Linked DNA regions of Capra hircus: region 2 is linked to region 1. Evidence: chromatin contacts called from public Hi-C data. All regions are on one chromosome and are shown on one strand. Each heading gives the region's core, a stretch centred on a gene start, on an enhancer-like site or on the middle of the called end of the contact. The rest is flanking DNA. Distances are from core to core; before and after follow the strand shown. Region 1 holds the start of TOR3A (torsin-3A). Region 2 holds the start of AXDND1 (axonemal dynein light chain domain-containing protein 1).

The links. Hi-C and Micro-C count contacts between places; a contact is called where the count stands out from the background.
Region 2: a Hi-C map of blood shows a contact between it and region 1, with 2.7 times the contacts expected there. The contact joins the promoter of AXDND1 here to the promoter of TOR3A in region 1. A contact is called at or near these places in 3 of 5 Hi-C or Micro-C datasets (blood and liver).

Annotation. Positions count from the first base shown.
Region 1 is chr16:59,025,477-59,028,326 of ARS1.2, reverse strand. It overlaps TOR3A (torsin-3A), which reads right to left and starts at 1,301. Exons shown (of 6, transcript XM_018060653.1): 1 at 954-1,301. The coding sequence starts at 1,221.
Region 2 is chr16:59,275,775-59,278,559 of ARS1.2, reverse strand. It overlaps AXDND1 (axonemal dynein light chain domain-containing protein 1), which reads right to left and starts at 1,292. Exons shown (of 26, transcript XM_018060656.1): 1 at 1,255-1,292; 2 at 726-918. The coding sequence starts at 804.

The sequences.
Region 1 (2,850 bases), core at 52-2,551:
TTGCAGAATCATCTGATCACGGCCAACCCCAAGTGTCTCAATTCTTTTGCTGCTGTTAAGTCGCTAAGTTGTAACCCCATGGACGGTAGCCAGCCAGGCTCCATTCTTCTATCAGATGTCAATTTGAATATACTGAGCACTGGCAAAAACAAAACAAAAACCATTCACTGGAATTTAGAACTTTTGATTTAGGGACTTCCCTGGTAGTCCAGTGGTTAAGACTCTGTACTTCCAATGCAGGAAGCATAGGTTGGATCCCTGGTTGGGGAACTAAGATCCCTCATGTCTGGAGGCCCTGCTCTCCTCTCCACCCCCCAAAAAAGAACTTTTAATTTAAATGAAAGATGTTTCTAGCACTACTGCAGGATTATCACTACAGAACCTAGAGTTAACGACATCTACTGCAAGGAGTCTGAGACCACCAGGGCCAGGACATTGATTTGACGACCCTGCCTCACAATTTATCAGTGACAGAGAATAAATCAGAACTCAGGTCTGGGGGACTGGTAGCCCAGCTTCAGCTTCTGTAAGCAGCTGAGGAGGACGACAAGGTACTTGGGGGGAGTGCCCAACTGGGGATTTTCCTAAGTCATCAAGAATGTGGGCAAGAGCAGCTCCTTGGAATAATGGCAGGGCAGGTTCGGAGACAGCAGGGACCTGTAAGCCGTGTCTGGAGGAGCCAGGAACGGGCGGGGAGTGCAGCCAGGACCGCTCGTCTGCACAAGGACGCAGCGCCAGCGGCAGTGATGAGGGTTCCTGGTTCCGAAGAGGCTGCCCCGCTCTTAGCTCGGCCTAAAGGCTGGGCGGAAGAGCAGAGCCGTTGGCTAAGGCGCTCGTCTGCCGATCGCGACGGCCCGGGACAGGCGCGAGGCTCGGAATGCCGCGGCCGGATCCCAGCGGGCCTCCCGCATCCCTCCCGCCCGCTCCCGCCCTCCTGAGCCCGAGGGTCTTACCCGGGGGCCGCGCCGACGCCTCCTCATCCTTCCCACAGCCCTCAGGCCACACGCGGCAGCTGAAGAGAGCCCAGTAGCGTCTGGAGAGCGCGCCGGCCGCCCTCAGTCGTTCCCGCAGGCCCTTGAAGGCCAGCCAAGCCCCGGCCGAGCCTGCCTCCTCGGTCCCCTCCCTCGGCCTTGCCTGGCCGCCGTGTCCCCACGCACTCGGGGGCGGCAGCAGCAGCGACAGAAGCAGGAGCCAGAGCAGACGCTCTGTGCCCCCGAGCATGACCAGGCCGGCAGCAGGTCCCTCCACCACTGGGCCTTCCCGGCCCTTTCAGGGTCCCGGCCTGAGGGCGGGCGCCCGTACTTCCGAGGCCCGGATTGGCCGGGGATTGGCGTTGCCATGGGAACTGCAGGCGGGCCGAGCTCTTCTCCCAGGTGACCCAGGGACGAGACCGGTTCCGCCCGGAACCGAAACCGAGTGGTTCTTGAGACTGCAACCCGAGGCCACTTGCAGGCGCCGCCCAGCCGACTGGGGCCTCGCTGCCAGGCAGCAGTCTATTCTGGGTGATCGTGGTTGCAAAGGAGTTGAAGTCAGGCCTTGAAATGGCCACTGTCAATCACCCAGTTACTTTCGTTCGGCTCCGGTGGCCCGCCTGAGGGCTACGAAATACGGGCTCCCACTGGTGCCCTGTCCTGTGTCTGCAGATCAACTTCCTGCCAACCTGTTAAATGAAACCGGGCAACCGTCTCACCGGGAGCTTGAGTTAGCCAGGGGAAGTGAGCCCTGGGTCTGGCTTCGCTACAGAGGGAAATGAAACAGAGCAGCAAGCAGTCAGCAGGTTTCCACAGCTGGGGAAGCTAATGGGCTCCAGACTGGAGATATTTCGATTTGGGAGAGTCATGGAAAAACCACGAGGTCTCAAGTCAATGTAATCACAGCGTGTTGAAAACAAGCTAGGCTGAGTACTGAATGCACTTTCTGGGCTTAAATTTGCAATTTTGAAATGCTTGTGACTGAACAGCTCTTCAAGACACCGCTGGCAGAAGACCTCTGGGCCTCTCTTCTCCGTAACGTGAGCATGTAACAAGCTTGCTGGATTTCCCAACTGCTTACTGCATTTTTTTCCAAAGATCACCTGAGTTATTGAAGCTACTGACCTAAGAGCCATCTTGTCCTGGAAGAAACTGGTGAATTCATGCTGATAAAATGACTAGTATTTACCTTGGTTTCTTTAAAAAAAAAAAATTCAAGTTTTAAGACTGTGGAAATAATTCTCTACTGGTAACTTTCATGGAGGGTTAACTGATAATATTTGAGATTTCATTTCACAGTATAAATAAAGCAGGTCTCTTGGAAGTTCTTGGACAATTTGATTTCAAGACATCTTTCTCCTAAAAGACTCAACGTTTTTTTTTTTCAACCAAAGTCAGTCTCAGGTAGAAACAATGAATCCAAACACCAGTTCATGGGTAAGCCTCTATTTTCAGTAAATTTGCTATTTCATTCTCAGGGCTTGGAGATCCAAGATCTCATGGATGACGGAGACATCTAGTGGCTCTTGTGAAAACTACAGGCAGCTGTGTTTCCTTAGCAAGCAAACTCAACCCTACTCTAGAATAGCCCAAGAACCATTGGCTTTGGTACTGCCCTGAAGCTTGTTAGAAATGCAAACTCAGGCCCAAACCTACTCAATCAGAATATGCATTTTAGCAAACACTTTCAAAGAGCAAAAGGGCACAGAGCACCTTCAGTGAGGTCATCTGGATGGAACCTAGCTTTGCAATAGACAACCTCCCCACCTGCTGCAGGCCATCAACAGCAGTATCGGCCTTGAAAACAATCTTTACAACTGTTAACTTTATTCTCTTAATTCCTGGGACTTACAAAGCAGCTTATCTTACAAAACTCACC
Region 2 (2,785 bases), core at 43-2,542, 250 kb before region 1:
TGAAAATCTTATGTAAGCACCTTCATTCAGAGTAATTACTAAAACCTGATACAAATTCTTGAGAAGACTCTTGAGAGTCCCTTGGACTACAAGGAGATCCAACCAGTCCATTCTAAAGGAGATCAGTCCTGGGATTTCTTTGGAAGGAATGATGCTAAAGCTGAAACTCCAGTACTTTGGCCACCTCATGAGAAGAGTTGACTCATTGGAGAAGACTTTGATGCTGGGAGGGATTGGGGGCAGGAGAAGGGAACGACAGAGGATGAGATGGCTGGATGGCATCACTGACTCGATGGACGTGAGTTTGAATGAACTCCGGGAGTTGGTGATGGACAGGGAGGCCCGGTGTGCTGTGGTTCATGGCTTCCCAAATAGTCGGACAGAACTGAGCGACTGAACTGAACTGAACTGATACAAACTAGTTCCTTAACAAAGAAAAACCCCCCAAAACCCAGAAAGTACTGTTTCAAACCACCACTGGTACTTAAAATAGGTTGAATTTAGAACAACATAAAACTCATCAGCATTTGAAAAAAAAAATTACAATCCTTACGCGGAGTAGGACTGCAAAATATTATAAAAGGCAAGGCTTTTTATTTTATTTAAACAAGTATATTAGTAAAACAAAACTAATTAAAGCATCTGAAATCTCAGATTAAGGAAAAAAGTGAATGGTTGTGATTTATGATTATGGTCATGATTACTTATGCCTTGACGAACGTTACCTGTCTCTTCCTTGGATGCAGAGATTTTCAAGTTTTTGCCCTCAGGTGTTGACGCGGAGGGTGTTTTCGGGAGTGACATTATAAGCAATGCCTAGCACTCTCTGTAAGCAGTTGAAATACCCCTCTGGAAAGCTAATCTACAAACCTATCACCAGCATGCAGTACTGGGATTTGGCAGAGTTGCAACACAGACCTGCAGGGAAAAAAGAGAGACATAGAAGGGAAGGGAGGGAGGGATACCCGTTTAGTGTTCATGCTAAATTTGGAGTTTACAATTTATCTACCTTGGGTTTTCTTTGGGGAGATTTCTGGGCTCTCCCAAGATATCTGATGCAACTAAAATACCTGGGCCCAGGCCGGGAAGGACACGCTGGGCCCACCCCTCCGACCACCGGCACCACCTAAGGGCGCCCCTGGCTTCCCCACAGGCCGCCCTCGCGCTCGCAGCTTCACCGACTCGAGGTCGGGCAGAACTCGACCTCGTTTCTGCCGTCAGAAGTGATGGGAAACGGACACTTGCAACCCGTACCCGTAAATTGTGTTTCCCGCCAGACATCTTGTCGCCACGCCTTTCCCCGGACGCCTTCGTGTTGTCATGGAAACCCAGGACCCCGCGCCTTGGCAACCCTCAATGGCGGCTGCCTTCGGCGGTGCCGGCGGACGACGGAGACGGCTAAGAAACAGTCTCTCGGGGATCGGATGTTTTAAATCATAACACACTTTCAGTTGCATGAAGAATAAAACGTTTAATCGAGCCGTTGTTACGGAGTCAGAAAGTGTCTGGATCCCAGGGCTTCCGAAACAGGTGGGCGCCAGGGCGCAGGCGCTAGCCAGTGTCGCACCCCCACCCCCTCTACCTCCCCACTCTCCCACCTTGGGACCAAAGGCGGAGTCCGACTCGAGCGAGTGTTTCGCCATCCCTTCATTCCACTTTTTTGTTTCCTCTGTTTTTCCACAAGCCAAATTCAGGGGGAAATGGGGTGATCAACAAGTATTGAGTTCCCATCAATCCTATCAACTGAGGCAGTATTGCGGATGCTGCCTCTGTCCTTGGCATTTCCATTGAATCTTCCTTGGATACTTAAGAGCCACTTGCGCCCGCGCCCCTCATACCCCAACCTCTACCCCCATTTTCCCTGCGGGCGGAAGGCATTCCTAGGTACAGAAATTTTTAGCTGGAGGTCGGTGGGGAAATTGCACCTGAGGCAGAGACAACCCGATCAAATCGTTGGGTCTTACTGCTTAAAAACATGTTCACAGGAAGTTATGTGATAAATACATTGAAACAGAGGTGAAAACCCCCTCTCAACACCACCATTATCGGCTCTGCTGTACCCGACCCACAGCAAAGCCAACTGCCATCTGATTATGATAAAGGAAAATACACTTTATCGCAAGGTGCTAAGCAAGGAGAGCAGGCTCTAAAGACCAGAATTCCCTGATGGCTGTCAGTGAGGCGCTTTTAAAAGCAAGGTGAGAAACTGGCCACAGGCACCTGATTAGCTTGTAGACATTTTGACAGCTTGATTGCGGATTAGTGGTGAGTTAACCAGGTGTTATTTCAGGAGTCAACATCAACCTTACTATTCCAAACAGTCTGGGGTCTATGTGCTTTCAAGAGCATTCAGTCAGTGTCTTCCGACTGGTGGTGGGGTTACTATCTGTAAAACAACTGGAGGATATGGCTCAGAATATTTATCTATAGCCTTTGAGTAGGAACTAAGCGTCCCTGACTTGCTTAAACTGTTATTTTATCTTACTTGTTTTGTTTCTAAGTGTTCTCACTTCTCTGAATTTGCTCTTTGGAACGTGGAGAAGGCCTAGAAGGCTAAAGCTTTTCTGCAAACAGGAGGCAGGGGATGTGGGGTGGGATCTGTCCCCTGGAAGGCCTTGGAATTCTGCGGCCCAGATTCAGGATCACTTTGTATTAAGACGGAATCTTAATGCTAAGTAGTGCTGGAGCATCCCTGCATTTAGATGAAGCTGTTAGGTGTCATTTCAGGGGTTCTGAAGAGCTGCAGTACCATAGTCCTTTATGTCTCAGGGCAGAAAAGAATTTA